Regions from separate parts of the Mus musculus genome. Here regions 2 and 3 are each linked to region 1. The links are chromatin contacts, called in public HiChIP or PLAC-seq maps. All regions are on one chromosome and are shown on one strand. The core of a region is the stretch at or near the end of the contact, and the rest is flanking DNA. Distances in the headings are between cores, read along the strand shown. Region 1 overlaps Pip4k2b (phosphatidylinositol-5-phosphate 4-kinase, type II, beta). Region 2 has its middle 15 kb from the start of Arhgap23. Region 3 holds the start of Cacnb1 (calcium channel, voltage-dependent, beta 1 subunit).

Region 1 (4,646 bases), core at 848-3,347:
CTCCTTGGACATAACTCTCCTCAGGATATTTGCATGGCAGTATCCCAGAGAAGAATGGCCTTTCTGTGAGAAAGATCTTTCTAGACACTATAGATCCAGCAGATGCTGGGTCTCACCTCCCGGGAGATACACTTTTCTTTGTAAGTTCTAAGGACAGCAAACAAACAAACAAACAAACAAAGACATATGAATTACAAGTGTACACTTAGACGATTCTTACAGAGATGAGGGTAAAGTTCTACCTGCCTAGAATCACCTACAGTGTTTGTTGAAAATGCAGATTTTGCCAGATGTAGTGGTACATTCTCTTTCTCTTCTTTTCTCTTTTCTTTCCTTTCTTTCCTTCTTTCTTTCTTCCTTTCTTTCTTCCTTCCTTTCTTTCTTTCTCTCTCTCTCTCTTTCTTTCTTTCTTTCTTTCTTTCTTTCTTTCTTTCTTTCTTTCTTTCTTTCTTTCTTTCTTTCTTTAAGATTTATTTATTTCATGTATGTGGGTACACTGTCACTGTCTTCAGACAACCCAGAAGATGGGATTGGATCCCATTACAGATGGTTGTGAGCCACCATGTAGTTGCTGGGAATTGAACTCAGAACCTCTGGAAGAGCAGTCAGTGCTCTTAACAGCTGAGCCATCTTTCCAGCCTGGTACATTCTTTTAACGCCAGCATTCTGGAGGCAGAGGTGGGCGGAGGGTGAGTTCAAGGCCAGCCTGGTCTACAGAGTGAGACCTCAAAACAAAAACAAAAACAAAAAACAAGCAAACAGAAAGAAAGGAAGGAAGGAAGAAAATAAAATGCAGATTTTGAGACTCACTTCCAGAATTTCTCCAGGCCACGCTTTGAAGGCTCTGGTGTTGCTCAGGCTGAGTTAGGGTGGTTCACAAAGCCTGTGTCTGCTTCCTCCAGGGAAAACCTCCCCAGCCGCTTCAAGTTCAAGGAGTACTGCCCCATGGTGTTCCGAAACCTCAGGGAGAGGTTCGGCATCGATGACCAGGACTACCAGGTAGGTACGGAGCTGTCTTGGCACAGCAGGGGGATTCAGAGATGTGGGGGTCAGGAAGCCACAAGATGGGCAGGGGTCAGAGTGTCAGCTGTCCCTGGGCTACTGCATCTCCCTGTCCAAGCTCACGCCTAGTGCCAGCAGACCAGGACTGGTAAGCCTGTAGGAGCCTTAGAGGATGCTCCTGCTTTGGGGGGGTGGGAGGGGGGAGCAGCGGGAGATTGCTGTGTGGGAGCAGCTTTTTGTCAGTCTGACACGCCCAGTCTAGGCTGAAGAACCCTTCCTTGGTAGTTTGACTGAGATAGAGCGTGCATGCAAGGAGGCCTGTTAAAAGCAGGTAAGACAGATTAGCAAAGAAAGGCATCAGGGGTAGCAACCTACATCATCCTACTGCCAAGTTAGAGCACCACTCCTGAGCGTGCCCCCTGTCTTCCCGGTGGTGGGCCGGGGACGGGCGACTGCTGCCTTCAGAGCATGATCCTGTCCTAGAAGCCACTGGCCTATGGGGAATGTCAGTCAGGGCAGCAGAGTCTGACTCAGCAGCCATGGCTCTGCACCGGCTCTACCTTGCGCTTAGAGCCCCTTCTTTTCCTGGCACACAGCCTGCTAGTGAAGGTGGAGATTTCCTTTGCCCTTAAGCAGTGACTTTTTCAGTCACCTGTGCTGATACCACAGCGGGATCAAAAACAAGTGCCTAAACCCCAGAAAGCTCTGTTGTGAACCTGCTAGAATTCACAGGGTCTGGAGATGAGAGCCTTCCCTTCCCCTCCCCCCACTCAGGAGGCCACACAGGCAGCTATTAGTGTCCTGAGGAAGGAGGGGAGAGCACACGCCAGGCTTGCGACGGACCTAAGCCGGAGGAAAGGTCCATGGCTGAGAAGTCCTGAGGTCGCCTCCAGCTCCTCTGCTGAGAGCAAACCCTGAACCCAGTCATAACCTGAATGGAGTCTGCTTTTCTGAAAATGTCTTGCCATTTCTGCCACCCCAAGTGGCTTGGCTCTGTTCCTTCCCCTGTGGTTTGTCCCCTGTCCCTGGGCTGTCTCACCACATCCTCTCCGTGTCTGCATCCTGCCTCTAATAGCCTTTTGGGCACATGACGTGCTCAAGGCTGAAATGAGGGCAACAAGGCTGCTGTTCAGGGAGGGGACGCTTAGCTCATGTGTTCAAAGTGCTCGGGAGTCCCAGATGCTGCACACAAGGCAGGCGGCAGGGCTGTGTATCAATCCTCACCTGGCTTACTGTTACAGGGCCAGGCAGGGAGAGAGGACACCTGGTTGACACAGCCTACTCACCTTTTTTGGGCTGGGGACTTATAGGACAGGCTTCTTTAATTTAGCACCCTTACTACTGAATGCCAGCACTCCCGACCTCTTGGTATTGCTGCCCCTGGGAAGAGAGTGCTGGTTCCCCATGGGGTTGTTGTTGTTATTGTTGTTGTTGTTGCTGTTGCTCATTTGTCTTTTGAGTTTATCATGGAGCTCTGACTAACCAGGCACCTGCTATGTAGACCAGGCTAACCTTGAATTCACAGAGATCCACATGTCTCTATCTCCTGAGTACTGAGATTCAAGATGTGTGTCATCAAACCTGGCCTTTATATTTAAGTCATTTTATTTTTAATTACGGGTGTGTCTGTGTGTGGTATGTGTGAGCCAGTGCCATGGCACTCAGAGCTATCGGATTCCCCTGGAGTAGGAGTTACTGTTATGTGCTGGGAATAGATGTTTCAAACCACTAAGCCATCTCTCCGGCCCCTCCAGAAGGTTTTGTGAGGTTGTATTAAGTGACCAAGAAGGACTTCATGAGATTGGGGAAGGTTGGGCAAAGAACCTCCCTGGGAACAGGTCCCAGCGGGTGTGATTTTAGTAACCTGGGCAGCAGGATCACCCCTGCATCTTACCTCCTGAAGTCCACATGCCCTTGTCTATATACATGTCTCACCCTCTCTGGGCTTCTCTGAGCATAGCGGGGGACAGAGGACGAGAGACGGAAGCACAGGCCCCTCTCATTGCCTTCCGACATGCACAGATGAGGCAGGCCCACCCAAGGGAGGCACTGGCAAGAGAGATGACATCATCCTTTCAAGTGATGGGATCAATACCTAGGAAAGAGGCATCCATGCCCGTGGCTCCCTGAGCTGGGCCTTTTGAATCTTTCCTAAGTTCTGTTACCCAAGAGACTCAGTGGTCCCCTTGGTCTGTCTCCCTGTGTCCCGAGTGTCGAAACTTTAAGCAGCTCGCTTGAGGCCATATTGCTTGTGAGGGTCAAGATGAGAACTCGGTCACCTCACACTGAGGCGGTTCTAGTTTCGAGAGCAGCTCTGGGGGTGAGAACAGACGTGTCACACATCAAACACAGAGCCTCGTCTGAGGTCAAAGGTCGGAGCAGCTCTGGTTATCTGGAGAAGCACTGCAGCCAGGGATATGAACACCCTAAGAAAAAAGGGGCTAGGAGACGTCCACCCTGGGCACCTCTGCCTCGGTGTTTGTCTGTCTGTAGAAGTTCTGAGTTGAAGCCAGGATCTTAGGGATGGAGAGGTAGCTCAGCAGGGGGGTGCTTCTCCAGCATGCACAAAGCCCTGAGTTCACCTCTTAGCACTGTGGGAAAGAGAAGGGAAACAAACAAACAAACAAACAAACAAACAAACAAACAAACTGTGTTTCTCATCAAAATCAATTGCTTCTGTTTGGACCCCTCAGAATTCAGTGACACGCAGTGCACCTATCAACAGTGACAGCCAGGGCAGGTGTGGCACTCGCTTCCTCACCACCTATGACCGGCGTTTCGTCATCAAGACTGTGTCAAGTGAGGATGTGGCCGAGATGCACAACATCCTAAAGAAATACCACCAGGTATGGGGAGGCCCACGCCCGGGCTGTGTAATGCCTGCAGCTATGAGGAGTCACAGGCCTGGGCTGTGGAGAATGGGTTGGGAGAGGGAAAGAGAGAGCTGCAGCAGCAGGGATTGGCGGGGAGGCCAGGTCTACTCTGGTAGTGGCAGGCATTTCCTTGTACATTGGTCCCTTTTCTCATTGCTGTGGCAAAACACCTGACAGAAACAGCTCAGAGAATTAAAAAATTGGGGGCCTATGCGACATCTCAGTGGGCAAGGGTGTTTGCCGCTGATCTGTTAGATACTTTTCTAGTGCTGTGGAAAATCACCATGACTGAGACACCTTTTAGAAGAATTTATTTGGGCTTGCAGTTCCAAGGGGTTAGCATCCATGATAGTGGAGTAGAGTTGCAGGCCGAAAGAAAGCTTACATCTTGAACTGAAAGCAGGAAGCCAAGAGAGCAAACTGGGACTGGTGTGTAGCTTTGAAACCTCAAAGCCCCCCTGCAGTGACATACTTCTTCCAGCAAGGCCCCATCTCCTAAAGCTACCCACTCAATGCTACCAGCTGAGGACCAAGTGTCCAAACAGCTGAGCCCGCGAAGGCCGTTCTCATCCAGTCTACCCACCATACCTGATGACTTGAATTCAGTCCACAGGGTTGAAGGAGAGAACTGGTTCCTGCAAGGTGTCTTTTGACTTCCACAAGCATGTAGTACCACGTAAAATTAACCAATCAAGTGTAATTAAAAAATAAAAGGGGGGAAGGATCGATCTGCTTTGGCTTGTGGTTTTGAAGATCTCAGTCCCACTTGAG
Region 2 (4,646 bases), core at 680-3,179, 290 kb after region 1:
CTGAGATTTCTATTCCAAGCCTTCCTGCACAGTGTCCTCCCCCACACCCAGCCTGCTGCTTCCTCCCCCACTGCTGGAATCACCCGCTGGCCAGCCCCTCCCAGCCCCCTAAGTGAACAGCTGGCACTTATGAGGGTCCCTGCCCAGCAGCTCAGGACTGTACCCCTAAGAAAGAACACTCAGAATTCTAAAAGGGACTGCTACTTGTGACCCTTCCCTAAGCACTGGATATCCACGATGGCCTTTTTGGGGTGCTGGGGGGTGGCAGAGGCAGGATCTTACTATGTGGCCCTGGTGGCATTGAACTCTGTTTACAGCCTAGGCTGGCCTTGAACTCTCAGTAACTCCTCTGCCTTAGCCTCCTGAATGTTGAGATTTACAGGCATTTACAACCAGAGAAGGTTCTTAGTTGGTATGCACACATGTATGTATATATGTATGTATGTATGTATGTATGTATGGATGGATGGATGGATGGATGGATGGATGTGTTTTAGACATGGTTTCAAGGTTGGCCTTAAATTCTCTGTGTGGCTAAGGATGATTTTGAACTCCTGCCTCCACTTCTCAAAGGTCTGGAGTCACAGATGTGTACCACCATACCTGGCTCCCACTTTTGTTGTTGTTGTTGTTGTTTGTTTCTCGAGACAGGGTTTCTCTGTGTAGCCCTGGCTGTCCTGGAACTCACTCTGTAGACCAGGTTGGCCTTGAACTCAGAAATCCGATTGCCTCTGCCTCCCACATGCTGGGATTAAAGGTGTGCGCCACCACGGCCCAGCTGGCTCCCACCTTTAAAAAGGATTTATTTTTATTATTTTTAACGTGTGTGAGTTCACATGCACAGGAGTACAGACCCCACAGGAAGACGGAAGAAGGCATCGGCTCCCATGGAGCTGAAGTTATAGACAACTGTAAGCCACCCACATGGGTTCTGGGAATAAAACTCAAGTCTTCTTGCAAGACACTGTGTACTCTGAGCCATCTCTCCATCCCCTGTTCTCCTTTTTGAGGAGGTGAGGCTTTGAACTAACTCTGTAGACTAGGCTAGCCTTGGATTCACAGAGATCCACCTGCCTCTGCCCCCTGGGTGCTGGAAAGAAAAGCATGCACCGCCACGTCTACCTCCACCCTCCTACCTCAACCCCCTTAAAGACAAGGATGGAGAAAGAGAAGGCTTCACCCCTGTGATACCAGGACTGCATCCCAGGGCCTGACCCCCCTCCCCCTAGATCCCTCGACATTACCTTCTGGGTTATCCATTCAACTACCACATGTGGAGTGGTGCCATGGGCCAGGGTGAGACCCCTTGGAAATCTAAGGCACGCACAGTCCCTGCCAGCAGGGCCCTTGTGTCAGGAGTGCCTCCAGCGTCCCCCAGCTCCAGACTCTGGCCCAGCCAGCTGCTCTCATTGACACGGGTCAGGCAGTCCTCACACCCAAAGGGGAATCCTGACATGCTGTCAGGGGCCTGGACTTCAAAGAAGAGCAGTAATGGGTAATGGGCTGTCCCAGGCTAGCCCTCCAGGAGACGAGGGTTGAAAGCAGAGGAAAAGAAGTCTGCAGAGTCACCAGGAACCAGGGGCAGGGAGGAGAGCTGCCCAGAGCCCGAGGGTCAGGGACAGAAGGAGGGAAGCTGATAGATACACTGCTGAGCCTGAGCTCAGGAAGCCAGAGTCACAGGGCTCAAGGTCAGGCCCGCCCGCTCTTCCTTCCTCTGCTTGCTCAGCACCTCCTCCGAGACCTTAGGTCCCCGAACCGCAGGTGACCAATAGGAGCCCCCACCCCCACCCCCGAGAATTATCCATCTGGTCTCTCACACCATCAAACACAGACCCGTAGCCACCCACAACCTCACACACAGTGACAAATCCAGAGGTAGGGCTAAGGTAGCCATGGGAGCATGTGACAGACAATGCCTGCCCCCTGGCCTAGTCTCCTCCCTTCAGGGCAGTGCCTCCTGGGCCTCCTCCACCCTTTAGCCCCATTCACAGCTCAGTTCCCAGCTTCGATCGAGCAGAGGCCCCTTCTGACATGCCCTAACAGGCCAAGTTGACAAGCAGGCCAGGCAGGCTGAAGCTCCCACCCCCTCCACTGACATGCATCACATCGGCAGCGAAGCAGGGGACCCTGGGCTGCTCCAGACAGCTGGCACCAGGTGACTCAAAAGGTCTTCCCTACCTGGGCTCTCCTTCTCAGACCACAGTGACACACCAGTGATCCCTGCCCCTCTCAAAGTGGGTCATAGCCAAGGAAGAGGGAGGCTGAGGTAGGGGGCAGGGGAGTATTTTCCATGCCTGGCACCCAACCACCATCTGTCCAGGAGGGAAAGGAACAATCGCAGACAGGAGTCAGCACACAAAATGAAGGTGGGTCCAAACTTTCACCCAAAGGATGTTGGAAGGATTAAATCAACAAAAGAAAGCCTTAGCAGGGTGTGATAGTACCTGTCTGTACTTTCAACTGAGGAAGCAGGACAGTTAGAGGATAGCATAACCGTTTCAAAAACAAAAAATGAAAATCTCAGCACCGACCCAGGGTACACAGTAGGAGCTTGAAAATGCAAGCTGTTTAATATCCAGCCACGTAGCTACTCAGCTAGGCTTGCACAAGACACAGTGACAAGGCACATGCAGAACTTGCCATCATGGCCCCTCCCACTGCTGACCTACAGAGGCACCGTAGCTCCGCCCACAGCTGACCCGAGGCATTTATTGGCTGAGACACACTCCCTTCCCTCACAGGGGGAAGAAGGCCCACAGACCTGGCCTCTAGGCCCTCTGGGAATGGACAACATGAGACCCCAAGTGTGGCAGTAGAGGAGGAGTATGCCAGGCTGGCACGCGAGAGCCCAGCAGGAGGTCGCTGACGCCGAGGGGGCGGGGCTGAAGGCAGAGTCTTTGCTCTCTGTGGGAAATGAGCACTTACTGAAGAGAGGGAGCTCGGAGTCAGCCACAAAGTAAACACCCAGGCCATTGCCAAGGCAACCACAGCCAGTGTGGGTCAGGGCCCACCACAATCCCTCCACCCAGACACCCCTGCGCTGTCTTCGGTCTTCTGGGTGTCCTCTCTTCTGGCAGCTCCCTGTGAGTAAGGGCTTGTAGCCCCATGGCAGGCTGGGGTCTCTGGAATACCTGGCCTGCATCTATCTGTCCCTAGTGACAGGAGAAAGAAACTGCAGCCTCTCCCTTTGGACAGACAGCTCCTAAGGATGAAGGCTACTGCTTTTCAGAAGTGGATTTGCCCTAGAGTGCCTTTGTCCAGAGCAGGCTTTCAGAAACTGCTGGGATGGAATAATAGTTCAGTCAGTAAAGGGCCTTGGGAGAATAAGGACTCAAGTTCAAGCCCAAGCAAGTTAATAAAAATAAATAAATAAAAGTTAAAAAAAAAAAAAGCCGGGCGTGGTGGCACAGGCCTTTAATCCCAGCACTCGGGAGGCAGAGGCAGGCGGATTTCTGAGTTCCAGGACAGCCAGGGCTACACAGAGAAACCCTGTCTCAAACCCCCCCCGCCCCCCCCCAAAAACGTCCAGGTGTGGCAGTGTGTATGTAATCTCGGTGTTGTCCCAGTGCTGGGGAGGCAAAACAAATGGTTCGCTGTGGTTCACTGACCAGACAACCCTAGCCTACTTGTTGGGCTCTAGAAAAATGAGAGGCCCTGTATCAAAATAACAAGGCCTAGGTTAGGACACTAGCTGCTTATACAGAGGTCCTGAGTTGAATTCCCAGCAACCACATGGTGGCTCACAACCATCCGAAATGGGATCTGATGCCCTCTTCGGTCTGATGTCTTCTTCTGTCATGCAAATACAGTACTCATACATAAATAAATGCATCAAAAATTCATGGGGGGGGATGGGGACTTTGTGAAGGGGTAACCGGGAAGGGGGATATCATTTAAAATGTAAATGAATAAAATAATTAATAAAAAAATCAGCCAGGCAGTGGTGGCACACGCCTTTAATCCCAGCACTTGGGAGGCAGAGGCAGGCGAATTTCTGAGTTCAAAGCCGCCTGGTCTACAGAGTGAGTTCCAGGACAGTCGGGGCTATGCAGAGAAACCCTGTCTCGAAAACAAACAAACAAAACAAAACAAAATATCAATGTAGAATTACTATATGATCCAACAATTACAAACCCAAAAGCACAGAAAACACGTAAGTATTATTCACAAAAGTGTTCTAGGTCAGGCATAGTGGCATATGACACCTGAGGGGCAAAGGCAAGCAGATCTCTGAGTTCAAAGCCATCTTGGTGTACACTGCAAACTCCAGGCCAATCGAGGCTACAAAGCAAGACTTAGTCTCACAAAATAAAACAGACAGGCCAGGCAGTGCTGGTGCACGCCCCTAATCCAAGCGCTCAGGAGGAAAGGCAGGCAGAGCTCTCTGAATTCAAGGCCAGCCTGGTCTACAAAGCCAGTTCCAGGACAGCCAGGGCTACACAGAGAAACCCTGCATCTAAATAGTTTTTAAAAAAGAAAGGAAGAAATAAAGAAAGAAAGAAGAAAGGAAGGGAGGGAGGAAGAAAGGAAGGAAGATGGCTGCCTGGGACTGGAGAAGATTGACTAGGCACTCACTTCCTGCTTTGATGACACAGAGATGCCTTTTGAGCAAGATAGCGGTGACGGGTCAATGCAGAAACCACTAA
Region 3 (4,646 bases), core at 996-3,495, 290 kb before region 1:
CCTCTGTAAAACAGGCTGACCTTGTACTCACAGAGGCCTGCTGCCCCTGCCTCTAGAATGTTGAGGTTAAAGGCCCTCCTGTCATTCCTAGCTAGAGAGGCCCATGCTGCTGCCTCTTGCCAGGCTCTGTTGTCCTCAGTGTGCAGACAGGAACCCTGCCAGTGTTGGCAATGTTCATGGTTTCCTCACTACTCAGGGTCCTTATCAGATGATGTGATCAGAGAATGAACATCACTTCTCAGAATCCACAGTGAGGAATCCAAACAGCACACAGGCTCTAGGCAAGCAAAACGCAGAAAATAGTCTTTATTTTAGGGCACTGGACGTTGGCAAAGCTGCTTCTTCTTCTTCTTCTTCTTCTTCTTCTTCTTCTTCTTCTTCTTCTTCTTCTTCCTCTTCTTCTTCCTCTTCTTGTTTTTCGAGACAAGGTTTCTCTGTGTAGCCCTGACTGCCCTGGTTCTGGAACTCACTTTGTAGAAGACCAGGCTGTCCTCACTCTGCCTCCCAAGTGCTGGGATTAAAGGCGTGCACCACCACTGCCTGACTTCATCTTTTTTGTTTGTTTGTTTTTCGAGACAGGGTTTCTCTGTATAGTCCTGGCTGTCCTGGAACTCACTTTGTAGACCAGGCTAGCCTGGAACTCAGAAATCTGCCTGCCTCTGCCTCCCGAGTGCTGGGATTAAAGGCGTGCGCCACCATGACTGGCTCCGGCTTCATCTTCTTATCTCTCTGCTCTCTGAGCTGGATGGAGGAGGAAGAACTGGTCCTCTTGCCACAGATGGCTCCCATGCTGCTCATTAAGCACCCCCAGAAGCCCAGCCATCATTTTTTTGTTGTGGGACTTTTTTTGTTTGTTCATTCATGTTTTTTTTTAAGGTTTATTTTATTTATATGAGTTACTGTAGATGTCTTCAGACACATCAGAAGAGGGTATCAGAAGCCATTACAAACGGTTGTGAGCCAACATGTGGTTGCTGGGAATTGAACTCAGGACCTCTGGAAGAGCAAATAGCTAGTGCTCTTAACCACTGAGCCATTTCTCCAGCCTCCTTGTTCATTCATGTTTTGTGACAGGGTCTCTCTATGTAGCTAAGGCTGGCCTCAAACTCATGATGTGATCTAGGCTGGCCTCAAGCCCCCAACATGGCTGTACACCATCAGACCCAGCTTCTGGGCCTCTTACTGTTCTCTCATCTTGCCAAGAATTTCAGTGGGCAAAGATACCATAGTATTAGCAACACTGTAGGAAACAAAGAATGCTTGTTTGTTTATTTGAGACGGGGCTTCTCTATGTAGCCCAGGTTGTCCTGAGGGTCACTATGTAAATGAGGCTGACCTGCCTCTGTCTCCATAGTGTTGGGATTAAATGTGTGCTCCACCACTGCTTGGTGGAGGTCGACCCTTTTAGGATCCAATAACCAGCTGAGCCGGAGCCACAGTTCTGGGACATTTGTTCCTCAGTCAAGGATAAAGGAGAGAGACAACCCTAGGTCAACAGTCATGGTGTATAATTTTGAATAGCTCCTCCCCCCGTTTATACTTCCTCCTCTTCCCCTTCTCTTAGAAGCAACAGGGACTTGCCAAGCCTGACTCCTGGCCTTTTGGAAGAGCCTATGAGACCTCAGTAACTGATGAGGTCGAAGCATTCCTGGGTCCCTGGATAGCAATCCTAATGTCCCTGGTGGCCTTCTTTGGACACTCACCCCATCATCCAGGCCCGGCTGGGGCCAGTAGACCTAGAGCCCGGTTGGAGAGGGAGGTCTACTCAGCTAGTTTCATGGCGGCCTGGGCCTGACACTGGGGAGAAAGGAGTTAAAGGCAGGTCCCAGGATCACAGGGACCGGGAAGTTCCGGTGGCCCAAGCTAGAGTCGCTCAGGGAGACCAGCTGAGAGAGTAGTTTGGGACAGAAAGGGAGGCGGTACCAGTCATACCGAGCGGCGTTTCACCACCTCCCCACCCCCCCATCAACGCTTGGCACACACTGGTAAACGCCCCCCACCTCCATCCCAGCCTCAAGGCCGGTTTCCCCTTAGTCCCCTGCAGGCCGCCCTCATCCCAGTCTAATCGGAGGACAGCGATCGAGCCCCTCCACGTTCTGGAGGCCAGCGGGGCTACGCCACTCGGCCATTGTCTGCGCGCAGCCGGTTGAGGGGCTCGAGGGGCGGGGCCGCGGCGCGGGGCGGGAGCGAGGGAGGGGCGGGGGGAGATGCTGAACCTTCAGGGGCGGAGGCGGCGGCGGCGGCGACGGCGGCAGCGGCCGCAGAGAGCACAGCGCGAGCCGGGAGGGCAAGCAAGGCGGCGAGCGTGCAGCCGGAGGTCCAGCTGGGAGACTGCACCCGGTGCTGGCTGCGCGACGCCGCGCTGCTCTGGGCTCGGACGGCCTCTCCCATGCGCTGAGAGCGCCCGGCTGGGCTGGGAGGGCGGCCGGACCGGAGGATCCTCTCCATGGTCCAGAAGAGCGGCATGTCCCGGGGCCCTTACCCACCTTCCCAAGAGATCCCTATGGAGGTCTTCGACCCCAGCCCACAGGTAAGGCGAGGTGGCAAGCTCGAGGGAAAGGGCCGCTCCTACGGATCTTGGGGTCGGCTTGGAAAGCCCCGGGAAGGAAAGGGTTATATGCCCCGCGTGGATGGGAGAGGGGTGTCTGCGCGACCCTCCATTCTCGAGGGTTAATGATCGATGGACTATTGGTCCGAGTCGGGTTGCGGTGCTGCGGAGCGGAGAGGAGGCGGTTGGAATGCCTGTCAACCTCGCCTCCAGGTCTCCCCCGCGTCCAGGTTCCTGCTGCTGGGGTACTGGCTCCAGCAGGCTGACAGCGGGGATGCTGATGGGGGTTGGGGGGAATCCAGGCCTTGAGAAGCGGAGTTGGAGGGAGGCTGGAGAGCGAATCGGGCGAGGGGGGCGACGCAGAGCACGTTTAGGGGCGCTAGTGGGTGTGGGTGGGGCGGGGGTAATACTGGGAAAAGGCCTAGACGATGGTCAGAGGGCGTTGCCAACAGGCCTTCGAAGGCTCAGACATTGGCTTTCGAAGGTGGAGAAGAGATCAGCTCAGGGAGGCCCTCCCCTAGTCACCTGGTCTCCATCCCTGTCTTGGATGTTTCCCTACTCCCAACACCCACATTAGCTTACCCCACCCCCTGCCCCAAGGGGTGGGAGCCGCCAAAGTTTGGAAAGTTGGATGGGTGCCAACTCACTGTCTTGGAGTGGAGGTCGCTGTTTTACCTGGGGGAGGGGCGCTGCCCTCTAGCACGTTCACTTTTCCTATGTGCCTGGGTTATTCCTAGGTAGGGGCGTTCTTGGGCATACAAGGTCCCCCTAGAATGACCAGCAGGGCATGTGGTGGCCATGCCAGGGGATTTCTCTAGGACTTGTCCTTCTCCAAGGATAGCATTAACACTTGCATTGCTGTGGCCAGCCTGGAGCAACTGTAAGCAACATGATGTGGTTGATGGGTGTGTATGGGGGGGGGGGTCAGGTCAGACCTAAAAATACTTCGTCTCTCCACCCCAGGCCCCTTGGAGTCTGGGAGGCAGCTGACTGATGCCTTCCTTTCAGCTGTCCCCTGTCCCTCTGAAGGCCACTCCCTTTGCCCAGCTGGGGTGAGGTAGTGCTGTGAAAGAGTCTTGAGGTTCACTGTAGAATGCTCTTAGGTCTGTAGAGAGCCTCAAAACTAGTTTAGCTGTATGCTCAGTTTTAGAGAAGGAAAGAGGATCATAGAATATTCAGTCCTATTATTCGTGTGTGTGTGTGTGTGTGTGTGTGTGTGTGTGTGTGTGTGTGTGTGATAGAATCTTATATAGTCAATGCTGGCCTTGAACTTATGATCCTCCTGCCTCTACCTCCAAAGAGTAGAGAATCACAGGTGTGAGTCACTATGCCTGGCTCACCAGCTTCCTTGTCACCAGGTCTCAGGAGCCAGAGCCTGCAGTGTCGCTGAGGTGCCTCTAGGCTCTTTGGTCAAAGAAAGTCTGGGATAGAGGTTAGGGGCAGGAGCTTTTGGGCATTCTGCCCATCCTGTACTGGGCAAGGGCCAAGAATATGAAATATGAGTGTGTGTGTGTGTGTGTGTGTGTGTGTGTGTGTGTGTGTGTGTGTATGAGGGGGGCACAGAAGCAGCTCCCATATAGGAAGCAAAGAGACACTCAATGCCATAACTTTGGCATATGAGAGGTCAGACAGGATCCCCCACCCCAGTTAGAGCCCACTAAGAGAGATTAACCATCTTACCTGGTACTGGCAGGAGTATATGTTCTAGTCTCAGCTTGGGGTGGGGCCACAGGGCCTTTAGATGGATGGAGCAGGGTTAGTATGATGGGGATGGGGCATGGGCAGTAGCAGCTGGCGTGGGAGTAGAGTGAATCCTGCCTTGGGGGGGAATATAAACACTGATTGCCAGGACGGAGGCTGAGAGAAAGTTCTGCTAGGGTGGAGGCAGAGTGGGAAGCTGAGCCTACTCTGAGGCACCTAGGCACCGGCCACAGGTTGGATGTTTAGTTTCTCCGGATGTGGCTGTTCTCTACCTCCTCCCTCTTTTCCTTCCTCAGAAATGTCTTCAAGCGCTGAATGTCTTTCCCTCCCTACTCAGGGGCTCAGGGGAGGAACCAAGCCAGGCCCTGGGTTGCCTCCTCTCTCTGGGGGCACAACA

The links. HiChIP or PLAC-seq counts read pairs in DNA pulled down with a chosen protein or histone mark.
Region 2: an HNF4G HiChIP or PLAC-seq map of pancreatic cancer cells shows a contact between it and region 1. The contact joins two enhancer-like sites. A contact is called at or near these places in 1 of 39 promoter capture datasets (pre-B cells), 2 of 115 datasets of contacts at active chromatin or transcription factors (embryonic stem cells and pancreatic cancer cells) and 2 of 9 other capture datasets (embryonic stem cells and liver).
Region 3: an H3K4me3 HiChIP or PLAC-seq map of bone marrow-derived macrophages shows a contact between it and region 1, with 3 times the contacts expected there. The contact joins the promoter of Cacnb1 here to the enhancer-like site in region 1. A contact is called at or near these places in 1 of 39 promoter capture datasets (liver), 10 of 115 datasets of contacts at active chromatin or transcription factors (bone marrow-derived macrophages, craniofacial prominence, double positive thymocytes and 6 more) and 2 of 9 other capture datasets (adipose tissue and liver).

The regions. Positions count from the first base shown.
Region 1 is chr11:97,725,907-97,730,552 of GRCm38.p6, reverse strand. Pip4k2b (phosphatidylinositol-5-phosphate 4-kinase, type II, beta) reads left to right here. Exons shown (of 10, transcript NM_054051.1): 3 at 903-999; 4 at 3,696-3,848. Among named protein-coding and RNA genes, the nearest start is that of Pip4k2b, 16 kb to the left of the region's middle. Within about 2 kb of position 2,097, at least 128 of the 459 cell types and tissues checked have an H3K27ac peak or open chromatin away from gene starts, as enhancers often do. A contact at or near this core is called in bone marrow-derived macrophages, double positive thymocytes, pancreatic cancer cells and 1 more, where this site is marked.
Region 2 is chr11:97,433,289-97,437,934 of GRCm38.p6, reverse strand. It overlaps a transcript of Arhgap23 not described here. Among named protein-coding and RNA genes, the nearest start is that of Arhgap23, 15 kb to the left of the region's middle. Within about 2 kb of position 1,929, at least 342 of the 459 cell types and tissues checked have an H3K27ac peak or open chromatin away from gene starts, as enhancers often do. A contact at or near this core is called in pancreatic cancer cells and pre-B cells, where this site is marked.
Region 3 is chr11:98,020,226-98,024,871 of GRCm38.p6, reverse strand. It overlaps Cacnb1 (calcium channel, voltage-dependent, beta 1 subunit), which reads left to right and starts at 2,245. Exons shown (of 14, transcript NM_001282977.1): 1 at 2,245-2,530. The coding sequence starts at 2,447. It also overlaps a transcript of Rpl19 not described here.